Regions from separate parts of the Sus scrofa genome. Here region 1 is linked to region 2. A link is a contact called in public HiChIP or PLAC-seq data. All regions are on one chromosome and are shown on one strand. Each heading gives the region's core, a stretch centred on a gene start, on an enhancer-like site or on the middle of the called end of the contact. The rest is flanking DNA. Distances are from core to core; before and after follow the strand shown.

Region 1 (6,082 bases), core at 1,657-4,156, 780 kb after region 2:
GACTTTATAGCATTACTCTTTGGCTATTATGTGAGTGCTCAGGGAATTTGAAAGTATTTAAATACAGAAGTGACTTTCTCTAGGTTTCTTCAATTGATAGATTAGTTAGCATTAGGATGTATCAAGTAGAATAGTCCAGTTTCCTGAAATGGGCAGTAGCATCATCCTTCTTCCCATGTTGTATATGGAAAATTGCTAACTGGCTCAATCAGAAGCAAGAGGAGATAGACTGAAAATAGGTAGATATGGCTACTCCATTCTGTTTTGTTTTCATGCCTATTTTTTTCATTCTATATAAATATTTGAGAAGTGGATCACAAATCTCAGAAGGATGGGAGAGATAGAGGAATTAATGTACTTAAAGGTTAACCTTGTCAGGGGAATAGGGACTATGTAAAAAGAGTTAAGGACTTTGACTTGAATGAGAAGGTCAGCTGTTAAGGGAAGTGGGTGATTATCAACTTAGTGTTCTAATAGTAAAGAAGAATTACTTGGAGAGCCTTTCACCTCTACCCCCCACCCCAAGATTCTGAATGCATTAGAATCAGATCAATTGTAAGTCCCAGCAATGTTAACTTTCCTTTGAAGTTAATGGTCACTGAAATGATAGTTGAAAATTAGGTAATGTGGGAGTTCCCGTCCTGGATCAGTGGTTAATGAATCTGACTAGGAACCATGAGGTTGCAGGTTCGATCCCTGGTCTTGCTCAGTGGGTTAAGGATCAGGCGTTGCCATGAGCTGTGGGGTAGGTCGCAGACGTGGCTCAGATCCTGTGTTGCTGAGGCTCTGGCGTAGGCCAGCGGCTACAGCTCTAATTAGATCCCTAGCCTGGGAACCTCCATATGCCATGAGAGTGGCCCTAGAAAAGGCAAAAAGACAAAAAAAAAAAAAAAAAAAAAAAGAAAATTAGGTACTTTGTTGAATAGCAAGGAGTGACACTAAAATTTGGATAGAACTGTTACTTTATTGCAACTGTATATGATCTACTTAATTTTTTGTGTTCTGAGAACTACTTTTAAAAGGCTATGAAAAGTTTACGTAAATCACTTAACACCTCGAAGACCAAAACGAAATCAACCGAAATCAACGGTCTAATGCTTTCATGTTACTCACAATTATGTTTCAGATAGCTATCTAATTCTATTTTACAAGACACTCTACAAGAGGATAAAATATTTGCATTTTGAAATTTTTGTGCGTTTTCACATTCAGTGTAGCTAAGTAGAAACTTGGAAAATAATATTACCTACTCCACTGCACTTTTTTTTTTTTTTTTTTTTTTTTTCCTTTTCTCTTTATGGCTGCACCAGCGGCATATGGAGGTTCCCAGGCTAGGGGTCAAATCGTAGCTGTAGCTGCTGGCCTTGGCCTACACCACAGCTATAGCAACTCGGGGCAGCATCTGCAACCCACACCACAGCTCACGGATCCTTAACCCACTGATCAAGGCCAGGGATCGAACCTGTGTCCTCATGGATGCTAGTTAGATTTGTTTCCAATGAGCCAGGACGGGAACTCTTTTTTTTTTTTTTTTTTTTTTCAACAGCACTTTTTGTATTTGAATTTTCTGAAGTTATGCCCCTTAAATGGTTAATATACATAAAATACCTAGTAAATATTTGTGGTCTTAAGGCCACTGACTTGTACAACCCTTGGGGCATAATTCACATGGGACACAACTCAGTTTGTTAGACACTAATGTACATTCATACCGTTTTCAAGGATTTGAACATTTTTCTTACAGGTTTACATGCTGCCATTTAGACAGTGTACTGTGGTTATTTTACCACTTTTCAGATGATGTTCCCTGGCCTAGTGCTCTCCTTTTACTGTGTGAGAAATTGAGTTCTGAAGACTGTACAAGATGTGGATGCGGTCCCTGTAAGAAATACTACAGTTGTGGTCTTGATGTACTAGGAGGATGTAATATTTTCTTTTTCCTTGACTTGTTAGGAATATAGTAACTTGTGTCCTGATTTATAGCACATCGTGTTTTTGCAACATTAATTAATTTAAATAAATTCATTTAAAAGTTTGCTTTTGACTCATCACATTTTTCTATCTTCTGTTATACTACTGAATTTTTACAAAGTTTATCTAAAGCTTTTCGAATAGTTTTAGACTTCTTTTACTCTTGTTTCTGTAGTTTGGGTGCTGCTTCCTATTCAAGAGAGTGAAGAGTTCATCCTGTTTGAATTTTAAACATTATCTTAACTATCACATTTTGTATTTCATAGTTCAGAATTACTTTAGTTATGGGATATGCAACAATAAAATCAGTTCAATTAAGTGGCTGAAAACATGGCATAAATAATCTGTTTACTTTATGGGTCTCCTCAGCGGTTCCAGTTGGTGGCACTTGTTTTACATTTACTCCATAATCATTGTTCAGCTGCTTAACACCAAACAGCTGTGCATATTACTGCTGCCTTTAATACACAGGATACCATTTGGGATTACATAAATGCGAAATAAATATTAAAGTATTTGTCTTGCATTAAGCGCAAATTTTAAATACAAATTCCCCCGAGTTAAAATTCTGTATGATTCACAAACTATACCCTTTTGCTGGGTTAAATGGGTTGTCTCCCTGTTTTGAATTAGATATCTACTATAATCGTTTCAGAATTTGTCTTCAATTTAGGGTCTTCAATAGTATTAAGCTGAACACATTTCAGGCATAAAATGTGACCTTTTCTAATTGTGCGTCTAACAGTGGAGAAGAGTAGTCTCTAAAATTACAGTTTTCATGATCATTTAGTGAACCTGCTGGATCACTGTGGTGCCGCCTCGGGCTTGAAAACTGCGGCGCCACGCCCCTCCCTTCTCCACATCCCCGCCCTCTTGAAAGGCTGGAGTGGCGGGTGGGAGCAGGGGTGGGCGGGGCTTCCCGGCCCACCGGCGTGGTGTCACTTCCAGGTTTTGCGAGCGCTTCCGGGTCGTCAGCTCAGCTCTGCGGTGTTTGAGGCGGCCCGAGAGGTGGTCGGGTAGTGGCACCTCCCGCTGGGTCTCTGGCCGCACCGCTTCACTCCTCACCGCGGCGGGAAGCGCCTTTTCCACAGGTACTGGGGGAGCCGGCCTGCTCTCCCTGCCACCCTCCAGAGCAGGGATTGCGTTCGTTGGGTTTTTTGCGAGGGCCTTTTCGGCCTCGGGTCCGCCCGTTACCCACTTGGCTGCCGGGATGGCCCCGCGGCGGTTCCCGGGATGGGAAGGGCAGGGAGGCGGCCGGGAGGCTTGTCCACCCGGTTTCCACTGAACGGACCTGGGGGAGGTCCTCATCCAAGCACCATATGTTTAGCCAGGTGAATGTCTTAAAGTTTCTGGGGTACTGTTTTTCCTCCGAATGTTGGGGGAGCGCATTCCTTAAATGTCTCATTCTTGTGTTTCTTTGCTTGCCTGAAGTCTGCCTGCCAACCTCATGTGAAGTTATACACAGAATGCGTTAAAACTGGATGGTCTGCTCAAAAAAGAGTAGGACTATGGGGTTACTTCCGAATATGGAGCCTTCTAATTGAATTTTCTAAACTGCAAAATGGGGTAGTACTACATGTATGTGGCTCATACCACGTTTAAGAGAATTGAACATTTCACAAGGAATTTTTAGGAATCCACGATCATTAAAGCAAGTAATGTTGACTTTTAATGAGGTATTTATAAAATTATTTTTATTGAGGTGTAATTGACATAAAACTACATTAAATTTGGGTATACAACATAATGATTAAATATTTGCACACACTAGGAAAGTATTAGAGATTAAGTGTAGTTAACATCCGTACCCAGACACAGTTGCAAATAACTTTTTTCTTATGAGGACTTTTAAGATCTCCTCTCTTAGCAACTTTCAAATTTGCAATACAGTGTCTTCAACTCTAGCGGCCATATGGTACATTCCATCCTCATGACTGCCATTAATTTATAATTGGAAGCTTGCAGTTTCAACCATCTTTTGCCTAACCTCAGTCTCTTTATCTTCAAGCTTAATTTTGTTTTCTTTTTTTTAATTTCCACATTTAAATGAGATCGTGTGGTATTTGTCTCTTTGATTTCACATGGCCAAATGCCCTCAAAGTCCATCCGTATCGTCCCAAATGGCAAGATTTCATTTTTTAAAATGTCTGAGTAATATTCTGTTGCATATATGTATATGCCACATATTTAACCGTTCATCGATTGATAGACAATTAGATTGTTTACATACCTTGGGTGCATTTATCTTTCTTATAGTGTTTTGAATTAGTATTTTCTCTTTTTTTTCTTCTTCTCTTTGGGGCCACACCGGTGGCCTATAGAAGTTCCCAGGCTAAGAGTGAATTGGAGCTGCCGACCTATGCCAATAGCAAAAGTAGAATTGTTGGATTTTATGATAATTCTATTTTTAATTTTTTGAGGAACCTATATACTGTTTTCCATATTGGCTGCACCAATTTACATTCCCACCTACGGTGTATAATGATTCTCTTTTCTCCACATCCTCACCAATACTTGTTATTTCTTGTCTTTTTGATAATAGTTATTCAAATGGGTGTGAGGTGATATCCTGTTACGGTTTTTGATTTGCATTTCCCTGATGATTAACATCTTCTCATCTACTTGTTGGCCATCTGTATATCTTCTCTGGGAAAATTTCTATTCTGATCCCTTGTCAATTTTTTAATCCAGGTTTTTTGGCTTTTTGCTGTTGGGTCGTGTGAGTGCTTTATATATTTTGGATATTAACCCCTTATAAGATACATGATGTGCAAATATTTTCTCCCATTCTGTAGGTTGTCTTTTCCTTTATAACTATATATTGTTTTGAAACTCTTTACTGTATTTGGATACATTCATTGTTCTCAGAATTACAGTTCATTTGTCCTTTGATCAGTTTAATATTTAACTTATAGATTATGTATTTTTAGCATAGATCTATATACAAATACATGTATTATCAAATCAATCTTTTGAATATGAGTCAAAATTTCTGTTTTAAATCAGCTGCATTTTTTATTTTTACCCCCTTCACCTGATTCTCCAACCCACTGCCCTCACCTCTGGCAACCCAGAGTCTGTCTCTATCTGTGAACTTGGGTTTTTTATTTTATGTATGTATGTATGTATTTATTTATTTTTGAAGTGTGTTGTTCATTTCTGCTGTACACAAAGTGATTCAGTTATACAGATATATATACTCACACATATATATTCTTTTTAAAGTATTCTTTTCCATTATGGTTTATGACAAAATAATGAGTGTAATTCTCTGTCCTATACAGTAGGACCTTGATGTTTATCCATTCTATATAGTTTGCATCTGCTAACCCCAGACTCCCAATCCATTCCCCCTCCCCACAACCCCTGGGCAGCCACAGGTCTGTTCTCTTTGAGTCTGTTTCTGTTTCATAAAAGTTCATTTTTATCATATTTTCTTACTTTCATTTGTATTTTATACTGGTATATAGGTGATTTACATACAATACTGTGTTTCAGGTGTACAGCAAATTGATTCATGTATTTTATTTATTTTTTCTCTTTAGGGTCGCACCCGCAGCACATGAAAGTTCCCAGACTAGGAGTGGAATCAGAGCTACAGTTGCCGGCCTTTGCCACAGCAACACAGGATCTGAGCCACGTCTGCGACCTACACCACAGCTCATGGCAACGCCAGATCCTTAACTCACTGAGCGCATCTCATGGATTCTAGTCAGGTTCATTCACCACTGAGCCACAAAGAGAACCCCTGATTCATTTAAACATATATACATAATCATTCTTTTCCAGATTCTTTTCTCATATAGGTTATAACAGAATATTCAGTAGAATTTCCTGTGCTATACACTAAGTACTTGTTAGTTATCTATTTTACATATAATAGTGTTGACTTTTATTTAGTATAATCTCTGTGTCCATCTATGTTGCTGCAAATGGCATTATTTCATTCTCTCTTGTGGCTGAGTAATATTCCATTATGTATATTTGTACACCTTCTTTTTCCATTCATCCGTTGATGGACATTTAGGTTGCTTCCATGTCTTGGTTATTATGTTCCAGTGAACATCGGGGTGCATGTAACTTTTTGAATTATACTTTTCTATGGATATGA
Region 2 (6,016 bases), core at 2,742-5,241:
TTGCCAACAATTCCTTCTGCTCACAGAAAACATATGTCCCTCCCTTTATGGTTTTTTTGGTTTTTGTTTGTTTGTTGCCAGAAAGACAAAGACAAATACCATATGATATCACTTATAACTGTTTTTGTATTTTTAAGGCTGCATCATATGAAGATTCCCAGGCTAGGGATTGAATTAGAGCTATAGCCACTGGCCTATGCTGTGGCTGTAGCGTAGGCCTGCAGCTGTGGCTCTGATTTGACCCCTAGCCCAGGAACTTCCATATGCCAAGGGTGTGGCAGTAAAAAGAAAAAAAAAGTACATGAAGACAAAAAATTCGTTAAATAAAGATCTGTTTGGTTTGCAAGCAGCATTGTAGCCAGTGAAAGATGTGCAAAGTAAGAAATGGCCTTAGGATAAAGATGTAATCACATGTGGCTGTAAAATCTTTTTTTTTTTTTTTTTTTTTTTTAGGATCTGGAAAGATTTAATGTGGTAATTTGAAGACCATCTCAGGGCTTCTACAAAACTTAAGTGTCTTGTTCCAACCTGACAAGCCCAAAGTAAAAAGAGAGTTCTGTTTTTAAAAAGAATAATCAATGTGAATTTTGGAGCATGGAGTTAGCCTCATTAAGATTTATAGAAATCCAAAAGTTTTTGAGAAAATTGGATATAAATTTTAGAGCACGAAATGAACCTCAGTAAGATTTATAGAAAACCTATAAAATGTTTTTTTCTTTTTTCAGCTACACCCGTGTTATATGGAGGTTCCCAGGCTAGGGGTTGATTTGGGCCACAGCCACAGCAATGCAGGATCCGAGCCACGTCTTCCATCTACACCACAGCTCATGGCAACACCAGATCCTTAACCCACTGTTCAAGGCCAGGGATTGAACCCACAACCTTCTGGTTCGTAGTTGGATTCGTTTCCGCTGCGCCATGATGGTAACTCCAAAATCCTACAAAATCTTAAGGATAATTGTATGAATGAATGAGCTGTCAGGTTGCCAGTTCAAAATGAAAAGACATTTCTGGACATTTGAGTTTCTACTGGCATGAAAGAGATTGAGAAAACTACTTAACTACAAATATGGACCATTCCTTAAGGAAAGCCATCTCAGAGAGTGGAGTCAAGAGTGGGGAGAAGCAAAGCCAAAAACTGATGAGATGATGCATTAAAACAAGAATTGGCAAACTAGGGCCCATAAAACCAATCCAGGCTGTTGTTGCATAAGCCCACATGCTAAGAGACCTGGCAACTTTAGCTTTTGTTTCTTGAGAGCCACCTGCCATTACTATCTGATGTAAAGAGGAAAACCTGGCAGATGAGTGTCCAAGGGACAGAGAGACCCAGCCTGCTCTCAGCCATTCCAGCAACCCCAGTGGAGGCACCAGCCCAGTGAGTGAAATTCCTTTCCATCGTACCACTTCAGCTGAGCTGCCCCACCCAACATCACGGAGTAGAGACAAGCTGTTCTGAGTCCTGTCCAAATTACAAAACCATGAGCAAATAAATGGTTGTTTATGTTTGAACCACTCAGTTTTGGTGATAATTGGTGGGACTGCGATAAGCAACTTGAGTGCACTGTTTAATCTCTGGACTAGGTAGGAGACATTATTTGGGCTCCAGTTTATTCATCTATACTAATCAAGGATTGGACAAAGTAGTGTCTTTTTTTTTTTTTTTTAATTGGCTTTAGCAATTTAATTGGCTGTTACTGGAGCAGATTTATTTATTTATTTAGCCACTCTTTCAGCATGTGGAAGTTCCAGGCCAGGGATCAAACCCATGCCACAGCAGTGACCCGAGCCACAACAGTGACAATGCTGGGTCTTTAACCTGCTGAGCCACCAGGGAACTCCAAGTTAGTGTCTTAAGGTCCCTCTCTACTCTAACATGCTATTTTTGGGTGAATAATTCCATTCTGTTATTCTGTAGTTTTTAGTAAGTGCCTATGCCTGCTAGCTAGGCACTATTAGTAGTGAGTGCAGCAGATAAAGTGTGAACAAAATAAAGTTAAGGCTTTAGAGGAGACCATGCACTATAGCAGACATAATCTGAGATCTGTTGTAGTAAACATTCTCCCAGCCATGGGGGGAAAAACAAGAAAGGAAAAAGGATCTTTGCACTCAGCCATTCAAAACTTCTTTTATAGAGGCAGAACTGGCCCCACATTGCTCATAAATAGCAAACTGTGACTTCTAACAGCTTCATTTTTCTGATAACAACAGTGTGACATTCTGTAGCATAAAGCAAACTCTGACTATTGAACAGATCTGTATGTTTGGATTTGCTGGATGCCCTAGATAAGCAAAAGCATTCTTTTGGATACTTGGCTTTTAGGTAGTCCACAGGATTTGAATTAAATCTTATCTTCTGTAGAGGGCCTATAACAGCACAACTAGGAGTCAGAGGCTGTGCAATCAGCCCTGAGAAGAGAAAGAGAGTCAGAATCTTGTCCACCATTATTATCATCCTGTGTTCGCCTTCTGTTCCAAAACGTTCAGGGAGTAGGCAGAAAAACACAATTTCTGGCTTAAAAGTTTTCAGTCTAAATTGAATAGCTCTGAATGTAAATCAGAAATTGTATGAACAGAGTTGCTTTCTTTTCTATTTGTCCTTCTGACAGTGCCAATCGTGTTTCATTCTGAGTGAAAGAAATGGGTTGGGTGAGCTCTGAGTTGAGTGTCCAGAGGCCCCGTTTATGGTCTGGATTTGACTTTGAGCTTGGGAACGATGTCTTGGCCTTACCATTTTCTGATTCCCAGGAGTGAAATGATACTGAAGAGTAAAAATGGACGGTAACATAGGTGGAAAATTAAAACACAGAAGCATCAAGACCAGCAGAGAGCTACGTGAGGTGTATGAAAGGAATTAAAAGGAGCCAAGGGCGATCTTTTGGATTCTTAGCATAACTTTCCCTCTAGTTTGAGGTTTGAATACAGTGTTTACGCAGTCATACACAAAACCATGTTTGTCTGCATGTTGCCGCTGCAGTTCGTGGAAAGAGCATGGAAGAAAATGAGAAACTGAACAAAACCAGGGAGCTTACTGAGAGGCTGAGAGGGAAACAAAATCAAACCAAACAAAAAAATGGCAGTTCGGAAAGAAGGAAGGGAGGAAACTTCTTTGTTGGAACTCGAGGTTCTAAACCATCGGCCCCACCCAGTCCAAGGCTGCCTGCCACGAGGACTCGCAGAGCAGAGCTGCTCCACACGGGAGGCTGAACGGTCCCGGGAAGCGTGGAGGGAAACGAAGGGCGCGCTCAGGCAAAGGGCGCCTCCCCGGCGGGGCGGGGGGGTGGTGGGTAAGAACTTGGCTCCGGGTCTGGGCCCCCTAACGCGCCACCCAGCTCCCACCGTAGTTCCACGCCTCGCAGCGCGCTCGGAGGCGGGGGCGGACCAATCGTTTGCCCGCCGGGACCGTGTGGACCGTCCCCCCCCACCCCCACCCGCCGCGCCTCCGCGCGCTCCTCCCAGGAACTGTCGGTCAGAGGTTAAGCTAATATGTGTGCTGTCGGTAACCGGGAGCTGAATGCCAACGGCTCAGCTCGGGGGAATCACGATTTATGTTTCTTGGCACAATTCTTCCTTCCATTGCATTGACGCCTTAAAAAAAAGTGACATAGCCAAGCTCAGAGTCGGCTCAAGTCTTGCCAATTTATAAATTGAGCCGGGGCTGAGAACTCGACGTGGCGCTCCAGAAGTAAAAGAGGAAGGGAGGAAGAAACGAAGCCGGTACTGGGCCTCAAGGAAGCCTCGGCGGCGCTTTACCGGAGGGCAGCGCCGTGGGCGCGGGGCCGCTCCCACTGGCGCGGCCCGGGGAACGTTACAGGGCGAGGCGGACCCTGCGGGCGGCGGCGGGCGGGCTGGGTAGGGTGAGTCACCCCGACTCCCGACTCCGGGTGCGAATGGGCCAGGGCAGGGGAAGGCGGGGCGGGGCGGGGCGAGGCGGGCCTCGGCGGGGAGGATGTGGTGGCTATAAAAGCCCCACCCAGGTCAGGCAGCTCCGCTCTGCATCTGGGGACGCTCGCAGCGCTCGGCGCCTGGCCCAGGTAAGCGGGGCGCCTCGTCCGCCCGCTATGGCCCTGGGGCCACCGCGCTAGCGGGGCGCAGAGAGGCGGGGAAGGAGACGGCCTTGCAAAGAGAAGCTCCAGTGGTGGGGACCCCGAGGCTGTCTGGGGAGAGGGCTGGAGAGTCCGTCCGCACCAGGGGCTCTCTGGGGAGGGGGCATAGTGGGGATCTGGACTGGAGTGAGGGGGGGCCAGGTGCGCCCCAGCCTGGGGAGTGCAGGGCAGAAGAAGGGGGTTGGGCATCCCATCCCCGAAGTGCTCGCAGGAAGCCCGGAGAAGTGGCGCCGAGAGAGGAGCGGGGGGCGGGGGGCGGGGGGAGGCCCCGCATTCCAGACGGGCCAGACGCGGCGGGGGGCAGGGTGTGGCCGCCCTGGAGCCCCGGGTCTGGTGGAGAGCAGACTTACGGCACCCTCCACGCGTTACACGACCCTCTAGAAAGAAATCCCCACCTGTTCCAAGTTACTTTACTTGAAACAGAGGCGCATTTATGGAACTTGTGCCGACTAGTAGAAGGGAAGCAGTGAGGGGAGGATAAGGGGTGGGAGCTGTTAGCAGCGGCCCCCTGCTCCAGTCAAACAAAACAGAATGAAGAAACCTCATTCTCCTTTGTCTAGATTATCTTGTAAGAGCAACTTCTGATTTCCGTGTATCCTTCCCTACTTGGTTGACCACTTTTGCATCGGGAAGGAAGTGTCCCCCAACCCCGGGGTTCTGTGGGGAGGGTTGTCACTGACTGACTTGCACTGATGCAGCAGTGAGTCAGGGACGGAAGGTACAGAAAAGGGCGTGGCCCCTCAGGCCGCTGCTTGGGAGTTCTGTGAGGACGCCAATTCCTACCTTCCTCATAGGGTTGTCATGAAGATTTCAAAAAACACGTTCATTCAAAAATAAATATGTAAAGCACACTGAAAACATTAGGTGCCATACAACACAAAGTGTCCTTATTTTTGTGTTAAGATTTGCCATTTTAAAGTTATTTAAAGGTATTCTCCATCTGTGTACAGAAGAGCAGTAACCTCATGGGTACGTATTGGGTCTTTACCAAGAACCATAGTGTTCTGGAGTCCAGGATTCTGTTCCCCGACACTCAGAGAACTCTACTAGTGGGTTCTATCCAAAAGTGTGCCTAACTGTGCTTGTCTGGAACTTGGTTATTTGGGATGCCGATTTCACTTTCCCACTGAAGCAATGTTATGGAAGGCGCTTAATTTGTCAGACTAGCCCAGAGACCCTGTGTGCACTGAATCAAAAATACTGATAATATATGTGGAATTTGGGAGGTGGGCTGTTGGGGAGCGAAGGGAAAGTGAAAGGGTAGGTTAGGGAGGATATGGAGATAAAAAGAATAAATCACTGAAACATTTCACTGGAACTTTTTCTTCATTTTAAGCTTGACCCTTATTAAATTATTTTAATTGTAAAATTATATCTTTGTCACCCTCCCCACTTTTGTCTCTCTTCCTCCTGATTCTTTGAAGACCCACGCCCCTGCCAAATGGCAAAAGCCCATCCCTGCTTATCCAGTTCTGCATTCCCCTCCTTGTATATCTAGCTAGAGACTAGCAGATTGAATCCATATTCATTAATATTCAATACTAGGAATGGCTGGTGGTCCTAAAATGCCCAGCATCCTAGGGGAGTTGTATTATTTAAAAAAAAACAAAACTTTTTAAACATAAACATCTGTAATTTATAGGATTTGAGGCTATGGAATTAAGGAGCCACATAATAGACAATGTGAAGGGAGATTTTAGATGAGGTCCATTTGAGGGTCCTTTGTGGTCAGTGGTGTTAAGACCATCTCGCAAAGCACTCTCTTCTCTTCTAGCTCCATCTTTTACCTCAAAGCTTCATCAAGGCTTTCTCCAGAAGTTTACAGTGCATCTACAGTGGAAGGGTGTGACCATCAGTGTAAATTTTTTTAGTTGAAGGTTTATGATTTGGGGACCACCTGGATTTTGTGA

Evidence for each region. HiChIP or PLAC-seq counts read pairs in DNA pulled down with a chosen protein or histone mark.
Region 1: a contact with region 2 is called in an H3K27ac HiChIP or PLAC-seq map of alveolar macrophages, with 7 times the contacts expected there. The contact joins the promoter of GTF2A2 here to the promoter of ANXA2 in region 2. A contact is called at or near these places in 1 of 5 promoter capture datasets (liver) and 1 of 2 datasets of contacts at active chromatin or transcription factors (alveolar macrophages).

What each region holds. Positions count from the first base shown.
Region 1 is chr1:112,368,370-112,374,451 of Sscrofa11.1, forward strand. It overlaps GTF2A2 (transcription initiation factor IIA subunit 2), which reads left to right and starts at 2,907. Exons shown (of 5, transcript XM_003121470.4): 1 at 2,907-3,062. It overlaps BNIP2 (BCL2/adenovirus E1B 19 kDa protein-interacting protein 2), which reads left to right. Exons shown (of 14, transcript XM_003121469.4): 14 at 1-2,035.
Region 2 is chr1:111,585,233-111,591,248 of Sscrofa11.1, forward strand. ANXA2 (annexin A2) reads left to right here and starts at 3,992. Exons shown (of 13, transcript NM_001005726.1): 1 at 3,992-4,034. LOC106508978 (a long non-coding RNA gene) reads left to right here. Exons shown (of 3, transcript XR_001306165.2): 3 at 454-775.